2 separate regions of the Rattus norvegicus genome follow, and region 1 is linked to region 2. The links are chromatin contacts, called in public Hi-C maps. All regions are on one chromosome and are shown on one strand. The core of a region is the stretch at or near the end of the contact, and the rest is flanking DNA. Distances in the headings are between cores, read along the strand shown. Region 1 overlaps Myo10 (myosin X). Region 2 has its middle 37 kb from the start of Basp1.

The links. A called contact is a pair of places that touch in the nucleus more often than the background predicts.
Region 1: a contact with region 2 is called in a Hi-C map of kidney, with 5 times the contacts expected there. The contact joins two enhancer-like sites. A contact is called at or near these places in 12 of 12 Hi-C or Micro-C datasets (the A7r5 cell line, the Rat2 cell line, Schwann cells and 7 more) and 1 of 1 datasets of contacts at active chromatin or transcription factors (oligodendrocytes).

Annotation. Positions count from the first base shown.
Region 1 is chr2:77,941,440-77,946,595 of GRCr8, forward strand. All of the region lies in intron 4 of Myo10 (myosin X), which reads left to right. Among named protein-coding and RNA genes, the nearest start is that of Myo10, 110 kb to the left of the region's middle. Within about 2 kb of position 1,747, at least 6 of the 93 cell types and tissues checked have an H3K27ac peak or open chromatin away from gene starts, as enhancers often do. A contact at or near this core is called in hepatocytes, kidney and liver, where this site is marked.
Region 2 is chr2:77,628,608-77,633,489 of GRCr8, forward strand. No RefSeq gene overlaps it. Among named protein-coding and RNA genes, the nearest start is that of Basp1, 37 kb to the left of the region's middle. Within about 2 kb of position 2,699, at least 17 of the 93 cell types and tissues checked have an H3K27ac peak or open chromatin away from gene starts, as enhancers often do. A contact at or near this core is called in hepatocytes, kidney and liver, where this site is marked.

The DNA of each region.
Region 1 (5,156 bases), core at 497-2,996, 310 kb after region 2:
TTTATTTCTTTTTTTTCAAGCCCTACCGCATTAATTAAAATTTTAAAAATGTATGCCTATGTGTTGTTCCTGCATGAGATCACGTTCTGCACATGTGTGCAGGTGCCTACAGACAGTGTCGTTACGTACAGGCAGGTGTGAGCTGTCCCAGTGTCAACCAAGGTCCTCTGCAAGAGCAATACGTGCCCTACCCTGCTGAGCTGTCTCTCCAGTCCCCTAAATTCTACTTTTTAATGGACATTTAAGTGGAAGCTTATGCTATCATAAACCTTAAGTATATGACGTTACATATATGTGACTTTAAAACTCATGTAAGGATTCCCCCACCCCCCATGTATTAATAAGGTTAGTGTGAATCCTTGGTTGGCCTTCTACATTTGACAGTGACCTTAGTGTCTCTCCCTCTCCCTCTCCCCTCCCCTCTGTGTGTGTGTGTGTGTGTGTGTGTGTGTGTGTGTGTGTGTGTGTGTGTATAAGGAGAGTTTAGCTTCTTGTGGTTCTTTTGAATGTGAGTGAACTCTGAAGATGGTAGAGCAGTGTCAAAAACAAAAATCACAACTCATTTACTTGTAGGTGCCATTGAGTCCTTGTCACAATTTAGGAGTTGAGGCAACCTTCAAACCATTAGGTAGAGTGAGAGTTCTCCCTGGGACAGAGCAGAACAGAGGAATTCCTGAGAGGGACAGGGAGTGAAACAGGAGAACCACACAGACTGGCTGATCCCAGGCTACCTTTGTAAGGGTTGAAGTGGAGGAACTTCCTGCTCAGATTGACCCAGACAGACTGGAGTCTCCTGATTTCAGTAAAACCTAGTTGAGCCTGGAGTTCATGTGCTTCCATAAGGCTTCAGTTCGATTGTGCAGCACTTGTCAGGAGTGACTCCATTTTGGTGTAATTTCGTCCTTCCTTCAGAGCCCTGTACAGAGCACAGTCCTAAACAATGCCCCCTATAATTCTGTCCTGGGTAAAACGCTAAGGCTGGCTTGTCTGTACTGCTTCACACTGGGACAGTGTGTGGTAAGCGGCCAGCCTTCACTGTCAGTCAAAGGGGGTGAGTAATCCAGAGGAAGTGTTGGCTCTTCGCTTACTTGCTGTTTGGAGTTTTCAAAAATGGAGCCATTTCTTAACCGTGTCTTCTGTATTGTGGGATGGTATGAGAATCACTGGGTTCTTGAGGTGTGGCTTGCTGGGTGCTGAGGAGAGTTGGCTGTTTGCTTGGAATGGGACTATGTGACACAGGCCATGGTCTGTGACTGACATACAGTAGGAAGCAGGTGAAGGACATGTGTATGGGTGAGGACAGTCTAGAATGGGACCAAACCCTGTGGAAAAGCTCCTCTTGTTATAAACCTCACAGAGGCTCGGAGAACCTTCTCTGTGGAGAGCATGAGGCTTGGACCTGGTGGATGACTGACGACAGAGATTTGAACTTTAGCCTCTGCTCCAACCGAGTGCTACGTCCTGCAGAAGCCATGATGCAAGGACTTTGTTTAACCTTTGGACATAGTCTTTTAGACGCTAGAGATGCCCCTTTAGTTAGCCATCAACTAGGAAATGACAGAAATTAGGTTTGATCTGATTTATGTTTTAAGAAAAAATGTGTTGTTTGGGAATTTGATTCATAGGAAGGGCGTTGCTTGATCAGCAGATGCAAACAGAGAAAGGGAGAATGTAAGGACCAGACATTGTAGGCATGCATGGATCTAGAACTACCAGCTGCAGTCTGTCCTGCTAGCAGCCCAAGCATGCCAGTGCATGGAGAGTCAGTTCCTGGAGCACAGTCTGCTGCTGGTGTTCACCCGCCTCCTTCCTGATTACAGAGCACAGCGCTCCCAGCTCTTTGAGCCTCACTGCCCTGAACACTTTGATTTCTTCTTTAGGTAATTTGGCATAATCAAAAGTATCCAGCTGTTACATGCTTACATGCTTGGGGGGATGTGCACATCAGGTTCCACGGCTGATTTTCTCTCCAGCTGTCTCACTCTCTTCGTCGAAGCAGGGTCTCTGATGTTTCTCCTGAGCCTACTCGATCCTGTCTCTTCCCTTCTCTACCTTTTTCCCCCCCTCAGAGTTTTCCTGGTCTCCCAATCCCAGCTGGGCAGCTTCTCCAAGTCCCCAGGTATCATTTCCTGGTACCTCACAACCTGGGTTGGGTTCTGAGTGCTCATGATGGTCACCCCAAAATATGCCCTTCCTCTCACAACTCTCTCTCATAGCTGCCCTATGCCAACGCTGAGGTCTGGAAGCCACTTTTTTTTTTTTCTTGGAGGTAGATTTGTTTTGTTCTCTCCAATGTAAAGTAAAACTATCAAAGTCAACCGCGCTGATTTCATGTGTACAGCGTGGTAACTTTGGACAGATGTGGAAACTGTTATCAGCATCCAGGTCGTCATGCTGGTAGGCTCATTGATACCCATATCTGTCCAGAGCCTCTCTGTCACATACTGCCCCACCTCCACCCCCAAGTCTGTCAGGGGTGCTGTGCATGCTCCCTGCCCAGCCCTAGGACTGAACTTCTACCTCAGAGTGTCAGAGGGTGATAACCTGGATTTAAGAAACCCTGTCTATCTCAATCAGGAAATGTCCCCAGTTTGTTTCTCTTGACTTTTGTTTGCTTCTTTTGTTTTTAGTCAAGGTCTTACATAGTAGCATCGGCCTTGCTAGGTAGGCAAGGATGACTGTGAACTTCCTGCATGTTTGTACAACTATTCCTGGTTTATGCAGTACAGGGAGTCAAATCCAGGTTTTCAGCACAATAGGCAAGAGCTCTACCTACTGAGCTATACTTCCAGTACCTGCCTCTTTCTTGTTTTTTTTTTTCCAATCAGCAATACTTGCCAGCTCGATGTGTACCTATTAAGACATAAGTAACCATTTGGCTGTTTCCTTGAACCTTCTCTCTAGCTTGGACACTCCTCAGTCTTGTATGATGTCAGTGTCAGGCATACACTAAGCACTGGGCTGTGCCCAGATCAGGTATGTAAAAAAGGACTGTTAAGTCCTGAATCAGGATGGTGCCCATTGTGGATAAAAGGTAACTCTGCCCAGACTGGCTCGACTGTGAGTCACTCTCCTGTCTCAAACATTAAACAGGACAGTTTCCAGGTCCTAAGACTCGCTGCCCCAGGTAGGCCTGTGTGGTAATTTCTTCGGTTCTACCTTTGGATCTCGTGGGAGGTGTCGACTTATGGGTATTTGTTCTCTGCGGAGAGAACACATGTCTGCCTGTCTGATTACCAGGACCCCTTGGAGCCCTTGCTATGATGCATTTTTCTTTGGAATCATGATATCCATGCTCAAAACTAATGTTTACAAAGGGGACAAGGTATTTGTGATGGGCCTGGCAAATGCAAGTATTTACTGAGTGCCCAAGATACTCAGCCTGGCTTCAGGGGTGTCTGTCATCTGAGATATTTCCTCTCTTTACTAAATGTAATTATTTAATCATTGACCATGTTCCCGGCAGCATTCCTTAAGATCCCCATACCTTGGCATGCACAGGACTTGGAGAACTCGGGTACTCCTGTGCGTCTTCCACCAAGCACTGTCTGCCCCCTGCCTCCGATGGCTTCTGTCTGGCCGTACGGCCCTTCTGGTTTGCTTTCTTTGTCTGTTTGCTTCTTGGCTTCCTCTAGCCTCCCCGTGGTACTTGCTGAACACAGCCTTACACAAAGTAGACTGGGCTCTCCCTCCAGGTCTCTTTCATGCTCCTTCCCGTCTCTGTACTACACGGGCACACAATCTGAACAACCGTAAGCTAGGGAATAGCTGCTCCTGGAGGAAATAGCTATAGCTGATCTTCCGGAAGCGACCCTGCAGTTCTTCTGGAGTATCCTCTCAAGGGCTTTCTCTTTAAGGTGATGTTAATGGGCACAGCACAGTCACCAACCATGGGCTGTGTCTTCCAGTACCGCCTTGCCTGCCTTCTTGTCTCTGCTCCGTTATATCTTACCCACAATCCTCCTGTTTTCTGTGCCGGCCTTATACTTGGCAGACATCATAGCTGAGACATCCTTTTCTTTTCCCATTGGTCCCCTCTATTGGAAATGCTTTGTTCACTCTCCCTTACCTGTTTCTAAGTGCAAAACATCCATGGGACTTTGAAATCAGACATTCGGTATTTAGCTCTGAGCCAGGCACTCAGCCCTTGTCTGTCTTGAGAATATCTGGGCGGCTAGTCAGGTAGGACAGACTTCATGTTTCTGAACACCAATGGTCTCCTTGTGCTCATTGTCTCCCCCCAAAGTACTGTGACTGTGCCCATTCATTGAACACACACCCAGCGGGTGCCCCCCTGAGCAGGGGCTGCTGCAGTGGGGACGTGCTTGGGAACAAGACCCAGTAAAGACTCTTGCGTGCGCAGGGCTCCCCTTATCTGAACAGCGCCATCTATCTTCTGAGTCTTGCATAAAAAGCAGCATACAGGAGGCCAGAAATGGACAGGCCTGCAGGAGAAGGGATCTCTGCTTCCCTTCATAGCAACAGGCAGTCTTAAAATTGAATTTCTTATTTCAGTGTCAGAGGAGGGCATGCATGTGCTATAGCAGACTTGTGCAGGTCAGAGGGACCTATGGGACCCTATTTTTTCTTATTTCTTTTTATTGGATATTTTAAAATTTACATTTCAAATGTTATCCCCTTTCCTGGTTTCCCATCCATAACTCCCCTATCCCATCCCCCCTCCACCTTCTTCTATGAGGGTGTTCCCCCACCCATCCACTCACTCCCCTTTCCCCCTGCCCACCCTGACATTCCCCTACATTGAGGGATCCAGCCTTGGCAGGACCAAGGGCTTCTCCCATTGGTTCCCAACAAGGCCATCCTCTGCTATATATGCAGCTGGAGCCCTGGGTCAGTCCATGTATCGTCTTTGGGTAGTGGTGTAGTCCCTGTGAGCTCTGGTTGGTTGGTATTGTTCTTATGGGGTTGCAAGCCCCTTCAGCTCCTTCAATCCTTCCTCTAACTCTTCTAATGGGGACCCCGTTCTCAGTTCAATGGTTAGCTGCAAGCATTTACCTCTGTATTTGTCATGCTCTGGCAGAGCCTCTCAGGAGACAGCTATATCAGGCTCCTGTCAGCATGCACTTCTTGGCATCAGCAATATTGTCTGGGCTATTTTTTCTTTGTATCATGTGTGTTTAAGAGTGAAGTCAGGG
Region 2 (4,882 bases), core at 1,449-3,948:
TGGTAAAATCCCACAGATCTCCAGTGCTAGACACAGACTGGCAGATAATTGGCGAGCCAGTTTTCTAATGTTAGCAGTTGGAAGTAGCATTAACTAAGAAAACCGTGACTGGCTGTTGTATATCAGGAAGTGTGAGGAATGCAGTCTCAGAATGAGATATAACTTCCTCCAGGCCTGTAGGCCAGAAGTCAAGGTGTCAGCGTGGCTGTGCTGGGGGAAATGTCCCCTGCCTCTTATTAGCTCCTGCCTGCTGTCAGCATGTCCGGGCTGTTAGCATTTCCGGGCTCATGATCCATCAAACCAGTCTTCTTCTCCTCCTCATCTTCTTCTCCTCCTCCTTTTCCTCCTCTTCCTCTTCCTCTTCCTCCTCCTCCTCCTCCTCATCTTCCTCCTCACATACACATGTCTTTAAGAGGGTACCTGTCATGCATTAGGTCCCACACAAGTGATCAGTAACTTCCCCATCCCCAGAGCTTTAACTCATATGTCTGCAAACATGGAAATGCCCATATATTCTGGAGATCGGGCTGGGGATAACTGGTGAGGAGGGGTCATCATTCAACTCTTTACACTGCAAAATACCAGTAGACACATTAGTTTTTTAAATAAAAAAAAAACCTAATGCAGAAGGTCAGGAGGTAAAGCAGCGGCTGAAAGACAGCGGCTGTGTGCACTGGAGATAGAGCAGCACGAACCCCAAGAGCTGTCCTGTATCTACCATGGCGAACTGTAGCCTCCCTGAAACAAGCGTCCGAAGGCCGTCGAGTGTAGGAAAAGCTGAACATATATATTTAGGATAAAACTTCATTTTAACGTGGTTTCGTAGTATTTTCATTTTATTTTATTTATTCACTTTACATACCGATATCTGCCTCCCTCTCCTCCCAGTCCTCCCCCACCCCCATCACACAGCTCCCTCCCACAGGGACTCCACAGGAAGAACCACAGAATCTAATTCTTTTTTTTTTATCTTGAGTGTACGCATATGCCTGAGTGATGGTCGAGGACATGTGTGTGCATGTTTGTGTGCAAGAGGGAAACATGTGTAGATGTGTAAGTCAGAGAAGACCATTCCTGGTAGTGGTCCTTGACTCCTCCCTTCTTTGAGACAGTCTCCTCTTATTGTCCCCTGTTGCATCCAGCAAGAAGCCAAATGGCCTGTGAGCTCTTGGGCATCCTCCAGCCTCAGCTTTTCATCATTCCCTAGAAGCAGGGGGATCACAGATACTTGCCATGGGCTCCGGGGTTCTGACCTCAGCCCCTCACACTTACACATGGAGCACTTAGTGCCCCGAGCTTAATCAAACCTTTAAACAAGGGATGCCTGGTATGAGCCTAAGCTGGAGAGATGGCTCAGTGGTCAAGAGCACTGCCTGCTCTCCCAGAGGTCCTGAGTTCAATTCCTAGCAACCACATGGTGGCTCACAACCATCTGTAGTGTGCATTCGATGCCTTCTTCTGGTGTGTCTGAAGACAGTGATAGTGTACCCACATACATAAAATAAATAAATATTTTTTAAAAAATGTATGAGCCCAAGGAAAAGAAGGCTTGAACAAAAAAGTAAACGGACTCCAGTCCAGCAAAGACTCTCAAAAAGAAAATTGCTGGCTTTTATTCCGCTCACGACAGGTAAACACACTAATGTCATTATCCTATGAGGCACAGGGCGACATGGTGCATTACTGGATCTCCAGGTCACCCTGTCTACCCTCTGACACTTAGCCTGGGGTTGTAGGCTCAGTGAGCCTCCGATTACCCTTTGCCTCTCTGGGGCTAATTATCAACCTCAGAGTCACCTGGGAAACTCCAACCAAGTGGTTTTAGTCAGTGAATCTGGGGATCTGTAAATGTCCTTCCTTGGAGGCCATGGGATCTTTCCTATAAGGTCTTGAAGGTGGGACACATTCCAGCTGTCCGTAGGGATTCATAAAAGGCTCTGTGCTGGTGTGGGGACATTAACCAAGCAGTCAGTCCCCCAGGTTCCAAGGGTCTCAGAAGTCCACCCCATAAGAGCCCTTGACAAGCCGAGGCCAGTAGGGAACAAGTTCTATAACTCAGGAGGATGCTTCTCTTAGACAATCCCCTTACACACGATGAACCCCTGAGTTCTGGTTTCAAGGACATTACCTTTAAAGGGGCATCTGCATACCATACCAGAGACTCAAGGGTCTCTTCCCAAATACTTGTCCATATTAGTGGTCAGTTCAGAGAAACTGTTTTCAATTACATGGTAAAATGAAAGAAAACAGATAAAATATTTTTAAAATCCCATAAAACTTTCTTTTCTTTTTGGCTGATTTATGAAACATCCACCCCATGTGGTTCTCTGTAGTAGCTTAACAGAAACTTTTTGGAAACCTGGAGAAAAACTGTTCAACCAGAACAAGCATAAATATCACAAAGTGCCCGCTAGGGGGCGCTTCAGTTTAAAAAAGCTGCAGAACAAACTCAAAACCCCTAATTTGGGTAACACGGGTCATTTTATTAACAGTTTATAAAAGGAACTGTTTTTGGAAAACGAAATGCCACTGTTTCTCTGACGTAACACAGAAAAACGATTTCAGAAGGCACTCCTGAAAAAAAAACTGCATTTTTCTGGCCGCAGTTGCTAAAAAGTAGCTGACTCAAGCGAGCAGGATTGGCCCAAAACTAAGTAAGGTCACTGTGCATGTGCCCCGGAAACCGAACCATCCCAAGAATGTGCACAAGGCTTCAGGCCCAAAATATCACGAAAAAACATCCTACACTGTGCCATGCTACTCCCACCCTCATCCCATCCCCATCCCCGACTCCACTACCGCTGGGAAAACAAGAAAACATTGGCAACTCGGAGACACTTGAAAGTGAGATTTAGGAGTAGCAGAAGTTTAATTTCATAATGCGTCGCATGTGCGTCCCCGAAGAGGGCAGAACCTACTTGTGGAAGGGGTCGTGTGACAGGGAAAAAAAAAAAAAAAGGTCAAGTAGACACTTTCCTTCCAGACGAAGCAGCAAATGGGAAGAAAAGTGAAGAGAGGGCCAGAGACCAGACACTCATGCTCTGTCCAGTCCAAAGTGGTTGATTTCTTTTTCATTAGTCATTTTTAAAACATAAATTATTCATTATGCTAAAAATAAATTCTCAGACTAGGAATTGAATACCAAGGGCTAGGAGAAGGCAAACGGAAACCTGGACAGAAATCTTCTACAAAGTTCAGCCAATGTGTGCTTGCATGCTGGGCTTCCCCGCCATTAGAAACCCCACCCTGCGGTGCCTGGGGCCGACTGAACATTTCTGTTCACTTGGTCAGAGCTAAGTGTAAGACAGCATTCCAAACTGCGTCAAAATCTTCTGTGATGCTCTTTGGAAAGATGTAATCAAGTTTAGAGGAAGTCAGCTGGGAGAGTCCTTGTCCGGAGTGACTGACGTCTTTCTGAGCAGAGGACGTTTAGAGATACAGAGGGACAGGCCATGGAACAACAAAGTCAGAGACTGGGGTGGCATGTCTATAAAACAAGATGCACCAAGGACAGGTGACAGCCCAGCAGTCAGGAGCAAAGTGGTGACCGGCTAGTGCCTGAAAGCCCCTGGAACCATCCCCAGAAGCCCCTGGAACTGTCCCTTCCCAGGCCTTGATTCTAGACCCTAGCCGCTGCAACTTTGAGAACATAGAGTTCTGTTGTTTAAGTCACCCGGCTTGTGGTATTTGTTCTGGCAGCCTAAGGACCGACCCCAAAGTCAGAAAAAGCCGATGGAACAGAGGAACCCTGTGAAGAGACCTTTCATTAACACAAGGTCCTGGGACATTCTCCCTGTGCTTGTCCCTCCCTTTCTCTCTTCAACCCCAATCGTTTTTTAGTACAGAGCATTGGCTTTCTCCCTCTCCAAGTCAACAACTCTTGGTGACTTCTGTAGCCATGTGTGTGACTTTGCAGTTCTCCTCAAATACCTAAAAACTACACAGTCTGCTGGGTGCTTAAACCACCGTGCTCCCTTGAATCACCCCGAGTATTTGCTGTGATCTTACCTATTCTTAAGTGGGCAAGAAGGGAAAGATACAGCATCTAGACTGTGCATACAGGTTATCGGCAGAGTAGTGCCTTAGCAAGGGCGTAATTCTAGCTTCAATCTGTTAGACAGGGGAAAAACCGCCAGGGAGGGAGGGAGGGAGGAAGGAGGGAGGAGAGGGCAGAGAGAAGGAGAAGGGAGGGAGGGAGAGAAAACAGAACATAAAGATAACAGATCTCTGAGATGCAAAGGAAGAGCCCCCCATGTTACAGAACTCAGAAGAAAGGATCCCTAGCTCCCTCTGACATACAGATACTTTGTGGTAGTGGTGCATGCCTTTAATCCCAGGACTCAAGAAACTGAGGCAAGCAGGACTCTGAGTTCGAGGCCAGCCTGATCCACTGAGTAAGTTCCAGAACAGCCATGGCTACCAAGAGAAACCCTGTCTTGAGATAGATAGATAGATAGATAGATAGATAGATAGATAGATAGATAGATAGATAGATAGATAGATAATGGATAAATAAGCAGCTGACTTTAGGAGCTCTTCTGTGTTGTGTGAGGCCTTGGTGGGGGACGGGTGTCAGGCAGATGTAACAGTGGTCCTGTGAGAGGCAGCAGAACTGAAAAATTCCTTTGGTGTTGCTAGTCTATCCTCTTAGAGTCACATCCCCATTGAGTTACCATTACCCATAGCATGGTGTACTTAAATGCTTCACGGCTGCAACCCAGAAGCAGAAAGTTGTATCGTATAGCCTATGTGTGAAGTAGAGTGTACCGTCCGGATTTGTAGCTGCAAATCTACAGTGTTCACACAGGGACAAAATCACCATTTTAACGAGGTATTTCCTAGAATGTGTTTAGGCACACAGCTTAGGCAGAAATGGCTCTGG